Regions from separate parts of the Sus scrofa genome. Here regions 1, 3, 4, 5, 6 and 7 are each linked to region 2. Evidence: chromatin contacts called from public Hi-C, HiChIP or PLAC-seq and promoter capture Hi-C data. All regions are on one chromosome and are shown on one strand. The core of a region is the stretch at or near the end of the contact, and the rest is flanking DNA. Distances in the headings are between cores, read along the strand shown.

Region 1 (2,854 bases), core at 255-2,754, 400 kb before region 2:
TTGACAAAACGCTTCATGTGCAGATTTAAAGGATGGATGATAGAACCTCCTGACTCATATTCTTGCCCCTGCATAGTCAGGGTCGCCAAACGGCCGCCCACCTCTCCTTTTTCAAAAACATCAATCTTCACATCTTTCCCAAATTTCTGCCGCAGATAATAGGCTGCTGAAGTGCCACCAATTCCAGCTCCAATGACCGCTAGAGGGGGAAAAAAGAAACAGTTTTTTCCCTCTTATCAGCTTTGTAGGTTTCGTTTTTTGAAAGACTGTTAACAGACGTTACTTTAGGCTATTAACAACTTAGGGAAGCCTGGGGACAGGGAGGCAAGTGACAGCTGCTGTGAAGATAGAACTCTGAATCTGGACAGTCACTGCCTCCAGGCAAAAGTGATAATAGATAAACTTACAAACTGACACTAATTTTTTTCCCCCAATGCCCCAAGATTCTCACAGTTCTTTGCGGAGGCACCAAGTGGCCCGCACACCATTCTTTGTGACCAATACATGGGAACAGAGGAGGTGGGGCCCTTCCAGCACGCATTTTAAATAAAGTGGCCGCCATTTTTGCCTACATTTGCTCTGTCTCGTTAATGTGAACAGGTTAATGATCCCAAAGAACACAGCTTTAAGGGGAATTTAAAAAGCAAAGCAAAAGAAAACAGAGCAAAACACCAAAAAGACTGAAACTAAGAGTGAATGCTTCGGCTGTGTAGTCGTTCTAGGCAGAAAACTGTGCAAGCCAGTGGCCTCTGCGAGCAGGCAAACTTCAGCGGAGCAGCCGGGCCGGGCTGGGGAATGGGTAGAGCTGCGGGGCGGGGCGGCGAGGGCGCCGAAGCCCATCAAGGGAAGGAGACGCGGTCAGCGCGGTCAGGTTGTTTGCACTGCTCGGTGTGCTGTGCCCTCGTGGGCCTCTCAACTGCAGAGCGGAAGCGGCCTGTCGCTCCCGGACCAACCAGGGGACTGTCCTCCCGCAACTGCAGCAAGAGAAGTCGGCAGGAGGGGCCTCAGCCTCCTCGGAGCCCCAGGCCTCCGAGACAGGGGCCGCAGGGACGCTTGGCTCCCGCTCCCCGGCCCAGGTCTACCCCTCTACAGCCAACTCCTCAAATGGAGATGTCTTCACCCTCGGGAAAGCGCGGTCCCTGGGGCGCGAGCCGGAATGGGCTCCGCTTGCGCGGAGGGCTCATTCGGCGCTGCTCGGCGGGTGTCACAGGTGCCGGGCCTAGTGTATCAGCCTGCCGCCGCCAGGCACCGGGCTTATTCCCGCCACCTCCGCCCTGCGCTGCCTCCTTCTCGCCTACCGATCTTCTCTGGCGGGGACCGCGGCGCGGCGCTCCCGGGGCACCCCCAGCTGCACAGAAGTAGCAGCCCCAGCCACAGCCCGAAAGTCAAGAAGCAGGGGAGCCCGCCAGCGAGGGGCTTCATGGTTCTCCCAGTGCTGCAGTCGTACTAGAGCGCCCGGCGGTCCGCCCGCATTTGAGCCTGCGCTCTCCGCTCGCCCCGCCCCCTAGCTGGCCTCGCCCCTCCAAGCCCCGCCCAGGCCCGTCCCCAGCTCAGGCACCTGATACTCCAAGGCCACCCTTCCTCCAGAAGCTACAACGCAATCCTCTCGGTCCCCCAAGTCCTCCTTGCACCTCTGAAGCCCAGGCTGCTTCAGGGAGTTGCCAAAGGCCCCAGAGGAGGCTCACCCCAGCTTTTAATTTCATCAATACTGCCCTCTTCTGTTGATTCAATCGCTCAGGCTCAAAGAATGCACACAGCAAACCACTGTTAGAAACGGACAAGGGTGCCCCAAATACTTACTGAGTGATCACCGTGTTCACTATGTTCGAGATTTGTTGGGTACAAGATGACTGGGTAAAGGGTGCTAGGTGAAAGGGAAAATGACAGAGACCAGGGATGGGGTGGTCCAAACTGAAGGAAGTGGAAAAATAGTAACAGATATAAACGAAAGTCGTGTGTGTACTCGTATCATACGGAACATTAGGCAAACATTTAAAAGAATGCAGGCTTTGTATCTATTGTCCCAGTATTGTTCGGTCATAAAAGCTGTTGAGAAAGTGATGGGTGTCATATGATACTATTTCTGTAATTAAAATATCCCACCCAGGGAGTTCGCATTGTGGCTCAGCAGGTTAGGAACCTGACTAGTATCCATGAAGACTCAGATTTGATTCCTGGCCCCACTCAATGAGTTAAGGATCCAGCGTTGCTCTGAACTGTGCTGTACGTCACAGATGTGGCTCAGATCTGGCCAGGCTGTGGCTGTGGCTGTTGCTGGCAGCTGCAGCTTAGATTTGCCCCTTGCCTGGGAACTTCCATATGCTCTAAATGTGGCCCTTAAAATACATATCTATATCTATATCTACATATATCACACCCAATCAAAAAGGGGGGGGAGAAAAACTAGTACGTGAATGTGAAGAACAGTATATGGATGGAAGGAAAATAAGTTAAATAAAAAGAAAGTTTAAACTACTGCAAAATAAAGGATTTACTTAGTGGACAATTATTTATTGAGCTCCTTCCACGTGGCAGGCAATGTTATTATAGGTACTTGAGAAAAACCAGTGAACAAAACAATTTTTAAAATATTTATCCTAATGACGTATACATTCTAGTGAAGGGAAACAAATGACAATTAGAATAAGTAAGCAAATGACATAATATAGAGTGGAGGAAAAAAAAGTGGAGAATGGCTTGCAATTTTAAATAGGATAGTCAGATCAGGCCTCACTGAGCAGGATGGCACTTGAACAAAAGTTTGCAATAATTGAGAGAGTGGACCAGGTGAATATTTGGAGAAAGAGCTTTCTAAAAAAGGAAAATGCCTGGCATATATGAGGAAAAGCAAGGA
Region 2 (2,843 bases), core at 158-2,657:
AGTGGGGATCCATTTTTGGAAATAAATATAAGTATTCATAAAGCTGTATGAAAGGATTTATAAATCAAACTATAAACAGAAAGTACCTATGATTCTCTTATTTTACAATAAATATGTAATGTGTGTAGCATAAAATTTTTGAATCTTTTAAAGTTTCATTAAAAAATTACACCTATGTGTCCCACTGATGACCTAAAACCAGAAACAAACACAGAGCAACCAGATTGTGAAAATATATTCGACTTACAAACTACATTTTAGTTCACAAGTAACTATTCCGTTTTTCAATTCTTCTAAAAAAGGTTAAGCAAGGTGCCTTACACATACCCACGGTCAATGACTTCTGAGTACTAAAGACGGTGAAAGACTTTGTTCCTAGTGAAGAACAAACGTACCCACTCTTGATAAATTTCCTCTTTACCGTTGAGGAGAGCTTCTGAGTGTCATTTCCCCTCCATTGTGTGGACAACATGGGTGCCCGTTTCAGAGACTTAAATTTACGTGTTTTGTACTATTTAAGGCAGCTGGATGCAAAACAATTTATTCATCTGCCATCCACTCTGAGAGAAGCGAGGTGTACGACCAAAGGCCAGCCCTATCTGAGGTTTAATAAGGCGCAAGCTCAGGTTTGGCGTTTCTTAGCCTCAAGCTAGGGCTGTAATACTACCCTGGCAACGTCCGAGGTTTACAATTCACAATACCCGGCGTCTCCCCAGGTGTTCCCCATCCTCCCAGACCCCAACCGGTCCCACCTTTACCCTATCAAGAGCACGTCCGCTCTTCACGGGCTAGGGGGCGCCGCACTCCCCGAAATCTCCCCGGTGCCGGGCTCATCCCCACACTCCGCCACGGAAGCCGCCCAACAGGTGTGGGGGCGTCCCCCACGTACCTTCGAGGGGTGTTGAGGAGCCGCTGCTGCTCGTCCCCCTCCTCCTCATCCTCGTCTGTCTCGGAGTCGGGGTGACAGTAGCAAAAAGCCCCGCTGCTCCTCTTGCGCTTGCGGCTGCCCGGACAGTAACAGAAGCCGTGGCCGGCCGCGTCGCCCCCAGTCTCCGGCCTCCGGGCCGAGGCCCCCGTCCCAGAACCCGGCTCCTGCTGGGGTCCGGCTCGCCCCGGGTGGCGCAGCACTCGGCTGCTCAGCGAGCCCATGAGTCACAGCTCCCCAGGACTTCAGGGAGCGCACCTCAGGGAGCCCAACCGAGACAGACTCCCGCCATGGCCTGGCCGCTGCTGCGGGCCTCCACGTAGCCTAGACGCCTACACCGCCACCTTCTCACGCGCAGCCCCGACCGTTGCAGCGGACACTACCGCCTCCATCCTCCGCCCCGCCCGCAGCGTCTGGCCGCGCAGTGCGCACGGACCGCAGGACCTCGCCCCCAGCTTTCGCAACAAAGCGCGGACCCGACAGCGCACGCGCACGGCGAGCCTCCGGAAGGGGTGGGGAAGCTCGTGTGCGTCGCGGGTGGAGCATGCGCAGAACGGGATGAGGGTGGGCGATGGGGCTTGTGTACGTGGGTTGGCCCCTTCTACCCTGAAGTGTTCTGGGGTCCTGTGCACACTGAGTCGGGGGAGACCTAGCCTTTAGCGTTACTTCGTAGATCCTTTTGTTTTAGTGCGACCCGCGACTCCAGCTCATTTGTTCTTTCTGCAAAGGTTCCTTAAGCTCCAGAAGTCTACTGAACAAGCGGCAAAAAAGACGTTGCTGTTTGGGGGTCTTTGGAGGAATTTACAACGTAATAGGGCCACGCCCTGCGCACGCTTTCGTAGTGAGAGGGACCTGGAATGTGGAGCTTTGCCAGACGGTTGGGTTTTTTAAGCAGCACCTCTCCGCTTTCCTTGACTGATTATGGTAGCCAATGCCTGCACTCTTTTCCTTCCCTGCTAGTGGCAGTGGGATGTCTAAATAGAATCTGTACCGGGGCTATCAGGGCTTAAAGTGCCTTCTGGAGGCCCAAGCAAAATTTTACAAGTGTCTGAGCAAAAATTACAGGTATATGCCTCGAGTACGCAGCTATCGCTGGGACCCTGGACAGTCAGCTTCAATACCTGATTCTCTTCTGCCACATTTTAAATATTTGTTTTTGTCTTTTCTAGGGCTGCACCCACCGCATATGGAGGTTCCCAGGCTAGGAGTCTCCTCGGAGCTGTAGCGCCGGCCTAAGCAACGTGGGACCTGAGACAACTCTGCGACCTACACCACAGCTCACAGCAACACGGGATCCTTAACCCACTAAGCGAGGCCAGGGATCGACACTGAAACTTTGTGGTTTCTAGTAGGATTCGTTAACCACTGAGCCACCACTGGAACTCCCTAAATAAAATATAATGAATTACTCAAATAGGGTAGTATGTTAAATCCCTGTGGACCCACCACAAGTATGGTAACTTACATTTTAATAACTTTAATGTATTATACTTGCTTTGTTCATTCTTTTAACTAGAACCATGCAGACAGGCAGCAGCTCTCTCTCCATCTCAGTCTCTCTCCCTCCCCTGTAATGAGCACTATTCTCCTAATGGTGTGTATCATTATTCCCACACATGTTCTTATAACTGTATCCATAGCAATATATTTTCTTTAGCGCGTTTAGACATGTAATTAAATGGAATCAGTCATACCTGTCATTCTACACCTTCTCTCTCAAAATTATACTTCTGTGACTTGATCAATGGACAAATCTCTAAATTTTCATTGCTTGTTGTGTGACTAACTCAAAATTTATCCTTTCCCCCATTGAGGGAGTTAGGTTGTATCTACTTTAATGCTCTTATGGAGCAACAATGAACATGTGCAAGAGATTCACCAAATAGAACCCCAGAAATGAATTTGCTGGGAACTTTTT
Region 3 (3,086 bases), core at 193-2,692, 410 kb after region 2:
GGTTTGCAAAGACTATAGCCTTAAGAAACAGCTTTGTAGGGAAATATATTTTTTAAAAAATCATAAAATATAGAAGCATGTTGCTTTAAGGGGGGCAGTTCAAAGAATGTGAGGTGAATGAATGTCCTTAAGTCTCTGGGGAAGACACAAAGGGTTTTCTCCAAGAGGCAGCATTTAGGCAGAGGTGGAGTGAGGATTCCAAAGAGTAAAAAAGGTGTGAGAATGTGAGCCCACTCGGGACTACCTGCTCCCAGGTTTGTTGGAGTGTAAAGTGTTGAAAGGTGCGGAAGGGAGAGAGCAGTAGTGTGAGCTAAGACCAAACACCTAGGATAAGAAGATCATGCACTGTTCTGTATGTTCCCTAAGTTTTTATTTTATTCTAGTCTTGGGCCATTAATAGAGTTATGATAACCATCTACATTTGATTAAAGATAGCATTTAAATCTTAAAGCAAATGCTCAGGTAATAAATTTTCAGAAACATCATCTCTCTCTGATTAAGTCTCTCTTGCCAGCAATGGTGCATTAATTTATAGAATTAATCATTCAGAGTCAAATGTACGTCTACCAAATGGAGGCAGTTCCTACAGTCCTCTCCCGTGGGCCATCTCAAGTCTAGGGTAGCAGAGTTTTTTAAGGCTGGGCGCACAGCGTTCGATAGTTGCGTTGTAAAATTTGACCTCTCCCTCCTCCGCAAAAAACTGGTTTATGGAGCAGTGGATGGGGATCGAAATGGGCAGCAGAGGGTTTTAGAGGCCAAGCATATGATTTTAGAGCTTAAGTCCTGAACTGAATCGTCTGTCACCAGAAAGTCTGGCTGAACCTGACCTCACCTCATAGTTTTTCTTTAACCTTATGTCTCCTTTCCACCTGACTTGTTTGTCCCCTAGGATCAAGCTTCCTGCTTTCTTCCTCCTCTCTCCCCGCTTCCTGGGGGTGCCATAGCTTGAGGCCCTGGTCTGCTCGAGGCGCACTCCCCAAGGCTATTTGCTTTGCTAACAATTCCATCCTGTTTCTTAATCTCTCCGTCATTCCCGGCCAGCCAGCGAGTTCTTTCTCCCCCACAGCGTAGTACCTCCCGCTGCTAGTCAGGGCGGCTCCAGGAACCTCAAGCGGATGCGACCGCGAGCCGGTGCCACGTCTCGGCAGCCAGCAGGCCAGCGCCTGCGTGGGCTCAGGGGCGGGATGGGGCGGAGCGGCGCGGGGAGGCGGGACGTGCCTGTGAGCGGCACGGAAGCGGTCCAATGGGACTTGCGGGCGGCGGCGGCGGCGCGGTGCGCGCCGGGGGGCGGGGCCCGGCGGCGGTTGTTCGCTAGCCCGGGAGGCCGAGACCGCTGTCGTTGCCTCGGCTGTCCGCATCTCTGAGGCTGTAGTGTCGGCTACCCCTTGGCCCCCAAGCCCGGAGATCGTCCCACAGGCTCGTGTGAGCTCCCGAACTCGCCAGCCACTCGCTGTTTCCTGTGCCGACCGTGCCTCCTGCATCATGTGCGGTAAGGGGGCCGCGGGCGGGGGGTGTGTTGCGGGGCGGTGCTGGGGTGCGGTGCGGGCGCCGCTGAGGTTTGGTTGCGCTGGCGGGAACCGGAGTCGGGAGGGTGCGAAGCCTGGGTGTTGGGCAGGGGGCGTCCCGTGGTGACTGCGGGTGCTGGGGGCGGAGGCCGGCCTCTAAGAGCTGGCGGGGTGGTGGTGAACCTAGAAAGGCACCTGAGAGGAGGGCGGGTCCTATAGGGAATCTGGGGGGCCAGAGAGGGCTTTGCACCGAGACACAAACCAGGAGGGAAGAGAAAGGTCTGTATTGGAAAAGGAGCGAGGGCTGAGGGAACTGAGGTGTGGAGGGGAGTGACTTCAGAGTCCACCAGGTGAGTGAGGCAACCTGTGGAACATCAGGTGAGGTCTCTTGAATTTTATTGATTGCATTCGTCCAGGATTTATCTTTTAAAAAATACTGTAGCTGCTTTCTTTCGGGCAGGCCCAGAAGAAATTCGAACCTTAGCTAAAGCTACGACAATGGCATTATGCACGATCTTACTTCCTGCCACCTACCACCCCCCCCCGCAGCGGCGGCCCCCCCCCCGGGGGGGGTCTCAACAGAAACCGTGGCTAATTAATATCTTGTGAATGGGTCCAGACGTGACCCTGGAGATAGATCTTACATCATTTATCATTTACGTGTACCATCCTCTTGAAACACTTGTGAAAAATGTTGGTGAACATTTAGTGACTGTTTTACCTAGAACAGTTAATACATAAAGTTAGGCCCTTTTATTCCATTTTTTGAGACTTAGTCATTTTAATATCGCCTAAAAGTGCGAGTTAAAAGGAATTGTCAGAATTATATCTGGAATGACTGATATGCTCTAAAATTGGTATTTACTTAGCTATCATCAGTAAAAAAGAATTGAGTTCTTACCTTTCTTACTGAAATGTACAACTGACCTAACTCTGGAAGAAGGAATACTTTTTTTAAGGGTGGTATGACTGTAATAGAATTTGAAGCTTTCTGGGGGACTTATTCTTTGTAGCCTTTGTCAAGAGGAACTGAGCAGGAGTTATTTTGTACTCATTAGTGTATATTATTCCCGTGTTTTAACTTTGTGCTAATGTCAGCTTCTGAAATGAGGAGCAGGTTTAAATTTAGAGTAGATTAAAAAAAAAGGCACAAAACAGAAACAACTATAAATAGCTTGTTGAAATTATTAGCTGTAGAGCTGACTTTAGATTCAGTTATTCTTTTGCTATGTCTAGGTAGTAGAATGGTTTTGCAAAAGCAGGTGATTTGGTTTTGATTACTGTGAGGTAATGAATTTGCAAACAGATTAATCCCTAGTGTGCTTTGTTTGGTAATTAACTGTTCCTGAGTGATAAGGTGTGTGCCTAGTCAAGTACCTGACTCTCTGGTTGTGGTCATTTCTTCATCTTGTTCCAGGAAAAAAGGTAGTCAAAGTACAGGTGTATTAAAAGAGAGAAAAAAAAATTAGATTGGTTTAGAAAAAGTTCAGAGAAGGGTGAGGCTTTTAGGGTGGAGATTGGATATTGGGGTTTTCATAACGCCAGTATCCGCATTCCAGTGTTTTACTGCTGAGGAAACAG
Region 4 (2,865 bases), core at 86-2,585, 420 kb before region 2:
TTTTACACCTTTCGACTTGAAAATCAATATTTTAGAAATCATCTGTGTGCTGCTCTTCATACTTTATATAGAGGGGCAAGGTACAGTTAAGTGGGGTTTTGGAAGCATTGCAGGACTGTCCGTGGGGAATATACTTATGACCTCTAGATTAAAATTTTTTTTTTTTTTTTTTTTTTTTTTGTCTTTTTGCTATTTCTTTGGGCCGCTCCCGCGGCATATGGAGGTTCCCAGGCTAGGGGTCGAATCGGAGCTGTTGCCACCGGCCTACGCCAGAGCCACAGCAACGCGGGATCCGAGCCATGTCTGCAACCTACACCACAGCTCACGGCAACGCCGGATCGTTAACCCACTGAGCAGGGGCAGGGACCGAACCCGCAACCTCACGGTTCCTAGTCGGATTCGTTAACCACTGCGCCACGACGGGAACTCCTCTAGATTAAAATTTTTGGAAACTGAGGCCCCCTCACTCTATTCCTTTGGTGCAGAGGTCGTTAACTGAGCTGTTACTAGAACCTTAGTTGTAGCATGACATCCTGTGGGAATACTAAAATACCACAGGTTCAACAGTGAAGCAAATACCTCAAAGCAAGTCACAAGATTTTTTTTTTCTTAGTGTGATTACCTATCATAGATCACCATAACGAATACAGTAATGAAAAAATTTGAAATACTGTAAGAATTATCAAAATGACACAGACACAAAGTGAACAAATGCTCTTGGGAAAATGGCGCTGGGAGATTTGCTGGACTCTGGGCTGCCTCAAACCTTCAATTTGCTAAATTAAAAAAAAAAAAAAAACGAGTTCCCGATGTGGCTCAGGGAGTTAAGAACCGGACTAGTATCCATGAGGATACTAGTTTGATTCCTGGCCTCGCTCAGTAGGTTAAGAATCCAGCGTTGCTTTGTCTATGGCAAAAGCCAGCAGCTGCAGCGCAGATTTGACCCACAGCCTGGGAACTTCCATATGCGGAGGGTTCGGTCCTAAAAAGACCAAAAAAAAAAAAACCGCAGTGTTTGCAGAGGACAACAAAGGGAAGAACAACACATGGAAGTATGCACACACATGCCAAAGAAATTTTTAGGAGCCTACCCCTCCAGAGCTTATTTTCATCTGGTAGCGTCAAGACAACTTTGCAACCCACAAAGACAATGAGTTAACCAGCGTCCTTCAAATGCTAGAGGCAGGAACAGCAACCCAATTACAAAGAGGAATATAAAGACTGGAGGCCCCACCCCTCCGCTCTAGCCAATCCCTGGCGACACAACGGAAGCTTGGGACTGATCTGCGAGCTCAGGATTTTCCTAAGTATCGCGACGTGAAACGTGAAAGCGGCCAACAATCAATTGGCTAACGGGATCAGTGACGTCAGACGCAAAGCACCGGGCCTACCGCTGGAGCGTGAGGGAGAACACGAATTCCGTTTGGAGGTTTCTTTGAGTTCGCGGAGTAGGCATCATGAGCAAAGCTCACCCGCCGGAGTTGAAGAAGTAAGTATGCATGAGGGCCGCGCATAAATGGCGGCTTCTTTGTAGGCCTTGAGTTCCTTGGATCCCCAGCCATTTCCGGAGAGTGTGTCTGCCGTGCTTATTGCCACTGGCTGCCGCCGCGATCCGGGCCACCGTCCCACGTTTCCGGGCCTGCATCCCGCGCAAATGTTGTATTTCGGCCTGGTGGGCATGCTTTTCAAAGACGTAAAGGCCCCTCCGTCTGCAGGTTTGCCTCCCAGGCCGGAGTTCCTGGCCGGGTCTCTGGCACTCGATCCTTCGTTACTTAAAGATCTTGAATACCACAGTTAGCTGAACGCCTTGAGTAGCATCACGTTCGAGATAAGGTGGTTGGACAGTAATTCTGTAAGGAACTAAGGAGGTGGATGGAATGGAATTGTTTTGATGGTATATGAGAAATTCAAAAGCTGCCTTCATCTTAGTGTGTTGGTGGTTCCTTTGAGCTTTAACTTAGAAATCCCGTTCTTGGGAGTTCCCGTCGTGGCGCAGTGGTTAACGAATCCGATTAGAAACCATGAGGTGGCGGGTTCGGTCCCTGCCCTTGCTCAGTGGGTTAAGGATCCGGCGTTGCCGTGAGCTGTGGTGTAGGTTGCAGACTCGGCTCGGATCCCGCGTTTCTGTGGCTCTGGTGTAGGCCAGTGGCTACAGCTCCGATTCAGCCCCTAGCCTGGGAACCTCCATATGCCGCGGGAGCGGCCCAAAGAAATAGCAAAAAGACAAAAAAAAAAAAAGAAATCCCGTTCTTTTTTCTTAATTTCTTGCACTTAGGTTGAACTTGAATGTGTGATATTTTGCTCTGTTAACTGGAATGCGTGAGAACATTCATTTTTCTCTAATTAGAGAAGGCTCTTTTGTTGGGGGGGTGTTCTTGGTAAGATTTCCTTTTTGATTCTTAAGATATTAATGAGAGTTTTTAATTACCTTTCTTTTCTTATATGTAGATTTCAATAATTGTGAGATCCTGCCAGGTCTACCTCCAAAATGACTTTTAACTTTTTCTTCCTTACCATCTTTTTTTGGAGTTCCCTCGTGGCTCAGCCGGTTAAGGATCCAACATGGCACTGCTGTGGTTCAAGTTCAGTCCCTAGCCCAGGAACTTCCGCATGCCACCCACGAGGCCCGAAATCTTTTTTTTTTTTTGCATTTTTATATCTTCCGTCTGCTTTTAATATAATTCTGTGGTTCTTAACTGTGGTGTAGAGAGTCTGGTTCTACCAGCATTTAGTAGGTAGAGGCCAGGGTTCCTGCTAAATATTCTACAGTGCACTGGACATCACTCAACAACAGAATTATCTGGTCCCAGATGTCAGTATGCCAAGGTTGAGATACCCTGGCCCAATCATATTCTTCCTACCCCT
Region 5 (2,901 bases), core at 187-2,686, 360 kb after region 2:
TGCCTTACTCCTTGGTAAAATTTCCATTGTTTCTGGTCATTTTTGACTTTTTTTTTTTTTGCAGCCTCAAGCAGCATCTTGATATGGGAATCTCAGTTCCTAGACCAGGCAATGAACCTGAGCCTCAACTGTGAAAGCTCAGAATCCTAACCACTAGACCATGAGGGAACTTCCTGGTCACTTAACAGCGTTAAAAACTATTTTACTTTCTATCTTACTCTCAGGTATTTAAAAAAATATGGCCCAAGTCTTTAAAACTTCCATCTTGTACCTGCCTTCAAACTTTGCTTTTTTCCCTTGGTTAGGCATGGAGACCAGCCTCCTCTTTTTACACCTGCCTCCTGTAGGTCGGGGCAGGAGGAAGGAGCTTGGGATCACGGAGCAGTGGTCCCTTTCCTTGGCTGGGGTTGCCTGTGGCTTTCTGCACTGTTCCCTGAAGGGGGAACAACTTATGCAAAAGGCCCTTAGGTGGGAAATGATGTGGCATATTTAAGAGGAGGGGAAAAAGAGAGGAGGCTGGCAGTCTGCCTTCCAGAGAGTTCTTGCTCACATATGCAAGCACACGCTGGTAGACACAAACTATTTTTCAGAAATGGGATCATGTATACGTGCTGTTTCTAACCAATTTTGTTTTCCAATTAACATAAATGCCCCCCCCCCAATTTTTTAAATCAGTTTTTGCAAGGGAGAGAAACATATTTTGGTGGCTGATTGAAATGCTAATTGGCAGGAGTTCCCTGCAGGGTTAAGAGTCCAGCGTTGTCCCGCGGTTGTGGCTTGGGTCCCTGCTCTGGTGCAGGTTTCATCTCTGGCCCAGAAACTCCCACATGCTGCCGGTGCAGGAAAAAACAAAAACAAAAAACTTTCAAAATGCTAATTGTGGGAGTTCCCGTCGTGGCGCAGTGGTTAACGAATCCGATTAGGAATCATGAGGTTGCGGGTTCGGTCCCTGCCCTTCCTCAGTGGGTTAACCATCCGGCGTTGCCGTGAGCTGTGGTGTAGGTTGCGGACGCGGCTCGGATCCCGCATTGCTGTGGCTCTGGCGTAGGCCAGAGACTACAGCTCCGATTAGACCCCTAGCTTGGGAACCTCCACATGCCGCGGGAGCGGCCCAAGAAATAGCAAAAAAAAAAAAACCAAAAAAAAAAACAAACAAAAAAAACCCAAAATGCTAATTGTCATAAACCCCCTGAAGTGAATTTCCCTGAAGTGAATCGGCAGTTGTGATGCCAGGGAAGCGGCAGTCCTTCGTGCTTACTTAAGGACACTTGGGCAAGCGCCGCAAACATTTTTTTCTCTCTCTACCCTGTCCAACCTCAAGCAGTAGGTAGGAAATGATTTCTAGACAGCCTACCTCAGCCACAGCAGAGCCACACATGGCCGGTAGGGTGCGCTATCCAAGTGCCTCGCCAGTTCCAGGCCGGCCTGCGCCTGCGCTCGCGCCTGCGCGGGGCTCGGGCGCTTCCGCGAAGGGGACGGGGGAGGGTGCAGAAGAGCGGCCTTCCCTACGCCTGCGCTCTTGGACTAAGATGGCGGTGGCGCCCCGCCTGGGCTGGGGAGCTGCGGCAGCTGCCGCGGGGCTGCGAAGGCGGTAGGTGGTGAGCCTCGAGCTATGTATAGGGATGCCGCTGGGCTTAACAGCAGAGCGATCGCCGCCCCGCCCTGCTGTCTCTTAAACTGGGTGGGGAGAAGTGCCCCTGACCTTGCCTTTGGTTCCGCCCCCGTCGCCCAAGTTAGGGGTTTAATCCTGAGGTGGTCTTCTCTCCAGGGCGACCCCCGGATCATGCGGACCCTGCAGTGCCTTGTTCCAGGCTCCGAGACCTGGTGCCTGTGTCCCTGCGGGGAGGAGGCTCGCAGAGACCGGCTGTAGGGACCCAACGGAGGAGCCCTTTGTAAATCGCGGGGCCCCTCCATCCCCTCCTCCACATGCATTCCCTCTGCCTTTCTTCACAAAATCGGAATGTCAGACAGAATTTCACTCATTTTCTCAGTGAGGCCCAGAAAGGGAACGTGACCTTTCGGAGGCTACACAGCATCTAAGTGATGGAACTCTGATGAGCATCCAGAACCCTAGATTTCCTCCCTCTCACTAATTAAACCCACTCCGTTCCCTTGTTTTTCTTCTTTCCATTTGCCCTGTCTTTGAGTTTGGCCTCCCAATGACATCTGTCAACATTGGTTAGGTGAAAGGCACCGAGGACTTAACGTAGGTGTTTTACCTCGATTTCTCTTACGGAGCAAAAGGAGCCTAACAGAGGTTGACCTCCTGAGTGGTAGGAGTATCAGTGCTCTTGATGCTCTTGAAGTTGAAAGGTATTTCCTAAAAAATTAGGTTTGCAGAGATTTTTGTATTAGTCACTTCCTGTCTCCCTTTATTTATTTATTTAGTCTTTTTGGGGCCGCACAGGCAGCATATGGAAGTTCCCAGGCTAGGGGTCAAATTGGAGCTATAGCGGCAGGCCTGCCCCACAGCCACAGCAAGGAGGGATGCGAGCCACCACGTCTTCAACCTACACCACAGCTCAGGGCAACAGAGGATCCCCAAACCACTGAGAGAGGCGTGGCATGGAACCTGCATCCTCATGGATACTAGTCAGATTCAGTTTCTCCTGAGCCACAAGGGGAATTCCTCCCTCTCTTATTTTTGAATAGATCTATTCTGGGATTAATTTAACTCACCTTTACCATTTCATGACTCTAAACCCAGCTCAGTCAAAATATTTATCCATTCTGCCTTTTCCTTGGGCTGAAAGGAAATTTCTCTATTCTAGGTGTATTTCCTGCATTTGGCGTATTTCCTTATTACATAGTATGCAAGATTTAGGTGGTGAGCTATAAATAAACATGTTTTCACCTCATACCTATCACATAATAATAATAGTGGTAGCTAACATTTATTGA
Region 6 (2,739 bases), core at 215-2,714, 300 kb before region 2:
CCTGGCCTGGGAACTTCAACATGCTACAGGTATAGCCAAGAAAAAGTCTGGAATGATGTTCAGAGTTGCATTGACCTTTTCTAAACAGACTTTGCCAGGTCACACATGGCCCTAGCCGAGTACTGTACCCACTCCTAGACACCTTTGGGACACCATCAGCCTTGACCTCATTTCAGACTCTACCCATGCTATCAGAGTAGAGTGGTCCTAGTGCTCTTCAAACTCTGTACCCACCCATATACACACTCATCTGTATCATCCCCTGCATATCTCCTCCATTAATTGTTGGAATCTTACACTTCTGGGGACTGCCCAGCTACTGCCTTTCCATGCTGCAGCCACTTTGTATTCTAGTGTGAGCAGCACAAAACCCTTCATGTCTACGCAACTTTCTGTTGCACAGACTGATCATCCTCAGACTGAGTGTATTAATGGGTCTGAGAGAGAATCCATCTTAACTCCTCCAGGCAACATGGCTGGGCCCCTAACGTAATGGGCATCATGAGGACAACTTATTACTCCTATACCTAGAACACTTCGATTCACACCTGCCTCTACCAGAACTATCATCTCAACAGCTTGCTACTACTATTTGGAAGAATGACAGGCCACCCAAAAGTCCAGAAAATCTGACTCCCAAGAACTACCCACCTAAGTGAAGGTTTATAAGCCTGCCACCTGGCTTTCTCAAGGTACCAGATGCTATCAGCCCTGTGACTTTCTGGGCCAAGCCATTTCCAGTCACAAAAATTCACTCCATCTTTCACTGATTCCTGTTACATCTGGTCTGCTAATAACCTGCCCTTCCCTCCAACCCACATGTGCACACACTTGCATCCACACCAGCCCTGAGGCCTGGCCATATATAGTACAACCTGTGTATGTCATCCCAGGGGCACTCTTGTCACTGCCTGATCTGCCCTCTATTACAAGAACCCAGAGAAACCCTACTCCATCTGCTGAAGATGGGGGAATGGGCAGGGGCTGCCTTCCTCCAGTTCTTTGAATTAGGGACTGTCTCAAGCATAATACACACAAAAGTCACCTACAAAGAACAGCACTTGTGTCTACTTTTTTGGTGACTTATCCCAAGTTGGACTTGCTTAACCCCCTTAACCTAGTTCTTTCTTTTGTTAGTCTCTCAGATTGATTTCCTACTTTTCTTCCTTTGCATCTTGTGATATTTTTTGGTACTCCTTATATGATCCTCTTTTAAAACCTCCTTAAGTACCCTGCTCCCTGTCTGCCTGCCCTTCCACCATCCAGCTCTGCAAACTCCCTTCGTATCTTTCTACCATCCCACCTGCTTCACCAAGGGATTGGGATGGCGTTTATAAGATGGAAGAAATGCTGCTGGACTGCAGACTGCACTTTGGGTTGCAGGACCTAATACCTGTGCTGGTGCTGACCGCTACCTTTCGCGACTATTAACGGGAGAGGGCAGTGCTGCAGGCGGTGACCTCCGCAGTTAGGGGCCCTTAAGAGTAGCTATGCATTTCAAGGGAGTGTAATAGCGTGAGCTGCTTAAGGTGCGCTCCTGCCAAGTTGACCCAACACGTTCCTACGAACTAGTTCTAATCCCACGATACAGAAGTACAAAAAGTGTCTTCATCCATGTATGTTCCCTGAGGTTTTTCGCCATTCTCCCCAGCCCACCGTCCTACGGTTCAGATTTTAACCCCTGGGTTCAACGCCCCAACCCGTCAACACACTCTGCTACCCACTTACCAGAGTGGATAGCAGCAGAGCCATCTCAGACAAGCTATTTAACCCTCTGAGCCACAGTTTCCTCAGCTGGATATTATGCAGGGTAAATAAGATACTGTCTGAAACGCTTGTTATATACTAGCTATTATCCTTTCACCTATTGTTCTGCACTTCTCTCTTCTACCGTGTTTTTCTAACTTAGCTTTGGTGCTTTTTGTACCTCCCTAAGAACTTTGGGCTTAAAACCACAGCAAATCTCAATTTTGATTTAAGTAAAAAAAAAAAAAGGCTGGAAGTAAATATGAAGAGTATTGCTATTCCTTTTCTTCATATATTTTCTTCCCCCCCCACTTTGTTTTTCCTTTAAAGACCAATTTAACCCATTCGATACAAGGAAAGGTTACAATCTTAAAACAAGGAGCGAAATAATCAAGTTTCCACCCTGTGCTTAAAAGGAGACGATAAAGATGCGCAGGCGCGCAGAGCGAGGGCCGGTCACGCGGCGGTCGCCCCCTCGGCTCCAAGAGCTGACGTCAGTCACGTTCTCCTCTCGCCCGCGTCGACGCTTCCGGCCGGTTTGGGCTTTTCTTCCACCAGGCGGCGCTGCAGGACGTTGTGTGGCTGACGCCTCCTGCGCAGGCGCATTGAATTCCCGGACACGTCACCACCTTCGCGTCTTTTCTGGAGAGCGCGGGAAGGCGAGAACAGGAGGGCGGTGACGTCACCGGGGTTCCCCGCGTGGCACGCGGGGGCGGGGGGGTTGGGGACGTGGCGCGCGGCGTGGGGGTGGCGCCGAGCGCAGGCTCCGCTGGGGCTGACGGGGCCGCGCCTACTGCCGACTCTCCGGCGCTGCCTCGTGACCCGCTGTGGGGCCCGGGCGGGCCAGGGCGGCGGGCCGAGCTGCGGGAAAGGTGCTGACGGGGCGGGCTCGGAGAGGAGGGGTTCCGGCGGCCCAGCGCGAGACTCCTGAGGTCGTTAGCCGGCTAGGTCGCCCAGGCGTAACCTAGCCGCCTTCAGACCCGCTGGGAGGCC
Region 7 (2,831 bases), core at 71-2,570, 380 kb before region 2:
TAATTTTTCAGAGACAATATGAAATGTCCTGAATAGACAAATTTATAGAAACACAAAAATAGTGGGTTGGGGAGAGGGGCGGGATGGGGAATAGGAAGTAACTGCTAATTGTACAGCTTTCCTATTCAGGATGGTGAAAGTGTGCTAAAATTGATTATGAGATGGCTACACATCTCTGTGAATACACTAAAAAAACCACACTGAACTGCATATTTTAAATGGAAGAAATGTACATTATGCAAATTATATCTCAAAAAGTTTCTTAAAAAAATACAATCTACTATTAACATTTGTCTTATTCATCCTCAAAAGACTAATATTTGATATCTTTGAATGAAATCCTAAGAATGTGCAACAGATTCTAAAGACAAGTCCAAAAATGGTAATCCAAAATTATCACAGTCTAAAGGAACTACTTCAAAGAAGAGATCACATTTTTGAACACGGACATTCCCCAATGTTTAAATTTTTTCACATAAATTATAAAATGCAATACAAAATGCATAATGAGTATATTGAAGTACATTTCAGAACCCTAATTTTTCTGCCTCCCCCCCACCCACCCCAAAAGGACTGAAACTTGTATATGCCCCAATTCATATGGTTTTAGAATTCTTGGGACCGATTTGCATTAAATAAATATTTCTTTAATATTTTCCAATGTACACTGAGTACATAAAGAAAAACTCCGCAAAAATCTGGAAATACATGCCCGGCTTTCAAAAAGCTGCTTAACACCAACAAGACAAATTCTTCTTAATGAAACTCTTACTTTTTAAGTTTAAAAACAAATTTTAAATGAGATTTTTCCGTACTGAAAAAGTAGGAACATCCATTTAACTGTATTGGAATGAGAGAAATCATCACTTACATTAAGGGAAAGTAGCAATAGGCTTTTGTTTTTAAAGGAGTGAACGAACCTTCCTCATAGCTGTTCGGGAACGAAAGTTTGCTTGCTATTAGTTCTAAAGCATTTCTGCAAGAAGCATTACCGTCAGCGCCGCTGGTGTAGTGGTATCATGCAAGATTCCCATTCTTGCGACCCGGGTTCGATTCCCGGGCGGCGCATGGCCTTTTGCTTTGCCTTAGATTATTTTTATAGCTTTTTCTTCTTGTAGAAACACTTCGAACTTTTCATTTCCACGAATATTTATATTTCATTATAATTCACCGTTGAAACATTCGAATCGGGAGGTGGAATTCAATAAAGTTTACTGTAGTCCTGAAATAGTTAACCTTCACGCCTGCGCAGTCTGAGACAAATCCCTGGCGTGGTTGGAAGAGCGGCTGCGCAACAAGTGAATGTATGGACTGAGGTGTAGCCTGGCGGCCGGGAGGTTGAAAGTGCAAGATTCTTCTGCGCCTGCGCGGCCCGGGTCACTTCGCTGGCGGCTCCAAGGCTCCCGGCTCGCCGCCATCTTGTATCGGGGCTTCATTGTTCGCTCTGGGCCGGGTGGTTTAGTGTCATTGCTGTCGAAGAAGGAGGCGGAGTAACCTCCGGTCAGCCAAGAAACCCCCGCTATTCCGCAGCCATAGCCGCTCAAAAGATTTGTGAGGTAGTAAAGCGTAGGGAGCTGGACTCAGAGGCGCCGCCGCGACAGCAGCAGCCATGGAGGACGAGATGCCTAAGACTCTGTGAGTCTGGGGCAGCGATGAGGGGGGCGGGATGGTGGTGGTCCCGGAGCGAGGCTTCGGCTCAGCGCCGTTGCTCAGCCTATTGTTCCCCGTGGACGCCGCGATTTCGTGGCTCCTATTTTAGGCGCTCACCTGGCTGCCTAGGGACCGAGACCCCGGCTGTGAGAGGACGAGCTGGAGGGAGAGGGGGCTCAACCCTCTAAATTAGTCCCTACACGTTTACTACCCCACAGCGTGGCTTTTGGCTTCGCCCGGGGCCTTCTGTGGTTTTAGGCCAGGAGAAGACTTTTTAATTCAAACCTCTTTAGAACTTGGCGAGCCTTTTTGTCCCACGCTTTTCTTCTCCCCCCCCCCCACCCCGGCTTCTCGATTAACCTCTTTTCGAGCTTTATTTCCTTTCATTTTAGTTTTTTTCCCAGAAACTCTTCCTTTCATTTCCTTCTCGTTGATAGGCATTCTTCTCTTGAAAATGTTTGGACTCATTTTCCGGGAGGTAAACTTTATTCCCGCAGTTGCCAACTGGAAAAAAAGCCAGATGTTTTTCTTTGAACTTTTCTTTGGCTTTCCTTCTGTGGCACCCCCTCTCCAGATGAAAAAGTCTAAAATCGGACCCCTTGAGGATTTTGAAAGTGCTGTGTTTGTTTGTTTGTTTGGGGGTTTTTTTGTTTGTTTTTTCAAATGGAAATCTCACCCGGAGGGATAGATCTACTAAGGGGAAGTGGATCTAATACGTTTATATCTTCGCCTTCTACTTTTGTGATTGACATGACTCTGAAGGACTGGGGAGTTTTTAATGAAGCAGCAATTAATAAGTACCTTAACGTATTTAGTCACCTCTGGGAATTTTTAGAGGTAGTGTTAAATGATCTTCGTTTGGGATCTTTTCTTTGTCATGTAGCCTTCCCCAGCATTCTTTGTTTTTCCAAGTATAGTCGGATGAGGTGATCCTGCCTTTGTTGCTTTTCTCCAAAAGAAAGAAAAAAGCCCAATGAGTTTTTGATGTAGTTTTTTGTTTTTATTCTTAGGAAGACTGACAATTTGAGAACTCTATGCATTAAAAATGCGCCCTTCGGTTTCTTTTTGCAAGTCTCTAGATATCACTTATGAAGTACAATGTAATCAACTATTTTTTCACCACAGAAATAGTTGCCATTTTGTAAACAATATGGGAAATATAGTCACACTTGTTTTCTTAA

Evidence for each region. Promoter capture Hi-C pulls out the DNA fragments that hold promoters and counts their contacts. Hi-C and Micro-C count contacts between places; a contact is called where the count stands out from the background. HiChIP or PLAC-seq counts read pairs in DNA pulled down with a chosen protein or histone mark.
Region 1: an H3K27ac HiChIP or PLAC-seq map of skeletal muscle shows a contact between it and region 2, with 3 times the contacts expected there. The contact joins the promoter of PCYOX1 here to the promoter of GMCL1 in region 2. A contact is called at or near these places in 2 of 5 promoter capture datasets (fetal skeletal muscle and liver) and 2 of 2 datasets of contacts at active chromatin or transcription factors (alveolar macrophages and skeletal muscle).
Region 3: a contact with region 2 is called in an H3K27ac HiChIP or PLAC-seq map of alveolar macrophages. The contact joins the promoter of GFPT1 here to the promoter of GMCL1 in region 2. A contact is called at or near these places in 1 of 47 Hi-C or Micro-C datasets (heart right ventricle) and 1 of 2 datasets of contacts at active chromatin or transcription factors (alveolar macrophages).
Region 4: a contact with region 2 is called in a promoter capture Hi-C map of fetal liver, with 3 times the contacts expected there. The contact joins the promoter of SNRPG here to the promoter of GMCL1 in region 2. A contact is called at or near these places in 2 of 5 promoter capture datasets (fetal liver and liver), 1 of 47 Hi-C or Micro-C datasets (heart right ventricle) and 1 of 2 datasets of contacts at active chromatin or transcription factors (alveolar macrophages).
Region 5: an H3K27ac HiChIP or PLAC-seq map of skeletal muscle shows a contact between it and region 2, with 4 times the contacts expected there. The contact joins the promoter of NFU1 here to the promoter of GMCL1 in region 2. A contact is called at or near these places in 1 of 47 Hi-C or Micro-C datasets (epiblast stem cells) and 2 of 2 datasets of contacts at active chromatin or transcription factors (alveolar macrophages and skeletal muscle).
Region 6: a contact with region 2 is called in a Hi-C map of epiblast stem cells, with 2.5 times the contacts expected there. The contact joins the promoter of ASPRV1 here to the promoter of GMCL1 in region 2. A contact is called at or near these places in 1 of 47 Hi-C or Micro-C datasets (epiblast stem cells) and 1 of 2 datasets of contacts at active chromatin or transcription factors (alveolar macrophages).
Region 7: a contact with region 2 is called in an H3K27ac HiChIP or PLAC-seq map of alveolar macrophages. The contact joins the promoter of TIA1 here to the promoter of GMCL1 in region 2. A contact is called at or near these places in 1 of 47 Hi-C or Micro-C datasets (liver) and 1 of 2 datasets of contacts at active chromatin or transcription factors (alveolar macrophages).

The regions. Positions count from the first base shown.
Region 1 is chr3:72,222,101-72,224,954 of Sscrofa11.1, forward strand. It overlaps PCYOX1 (prenylcysteine oxidase 1), which reads right to left and starts at 1,505. Exons shown (of 6, transcript XM_003354779.4): 1 at 1,299-1,505; 2 at 1-199. The coding sequence starts at 1,422.
Region 2 is chr3:72,618,289-72,621,131 of Sscrofa11.1, forward strand. It overlaps GMCL1 (germ cell-less protein-like 1), which reads right to left and starts at 1,408. Exons shown (of 15, transcript XM_021088403.1): 1 at 890-1,408. The coding sequence starts at 1,149.
Region 3 is chr3:73,027,469-73,030,554 of Sscrofa11.1, forward strand. GFPT1 (glutamine--fructose-6-phosphate transaminase 1) reads left to right here and starts at 1,443. Exons shown (of 19, transcript NM_001194979.1): 1 at 1,443-1,489. The coding sequence starts at 1,483.
Region 4 is chr3:72,197,387-72,200,251 of Sscrofa11.1, forward strand. It overlaps SNRPG (small nuclear ribonucleoprotein G), which reads left to right and starts at 1,336. Exons shown (of 4, transcript XM_003125052.4): 1 at 1,336-1,489. The coding sequence starts at 1,458.
Region 5 is chr3:72,981,639-72,984,539 of Sscrofa11.1, forward strand. NFU1 (NFU1 iron-sulfur cluster scaffold homolog, mitochondrial) reads left to right here and starts at 1,437. Exons shown (of 8, transcript XM_021087412.1): 1 at 1,437-1,591. The coding sequence starts at 1,530.
Region 6 is chr3:72,322,494-72,325,232 of Sscrofa11.1, forward strand. It overlaps ASPRV1 (retroviral-like aspartic protease 1), which reads left to right and starts at 1,465. Exons shown (of 13, transcript XR_002342602.1): 1 at 1,465-2,618.
Region 7 is chr3:72,239,215-72,242,045 of Sscrofa11.1, forward strand. It overlaps TIA1 (nucleolysin TIA-1), which reads left to right and starts at 1,321. Exons shown (of 13, transcript XR_002342584.1): 1 at 1,321-1,635. TRNAG-CCC (a tRNA gene) reads left to right here and starts at 998; the gene lies at 998-1,068.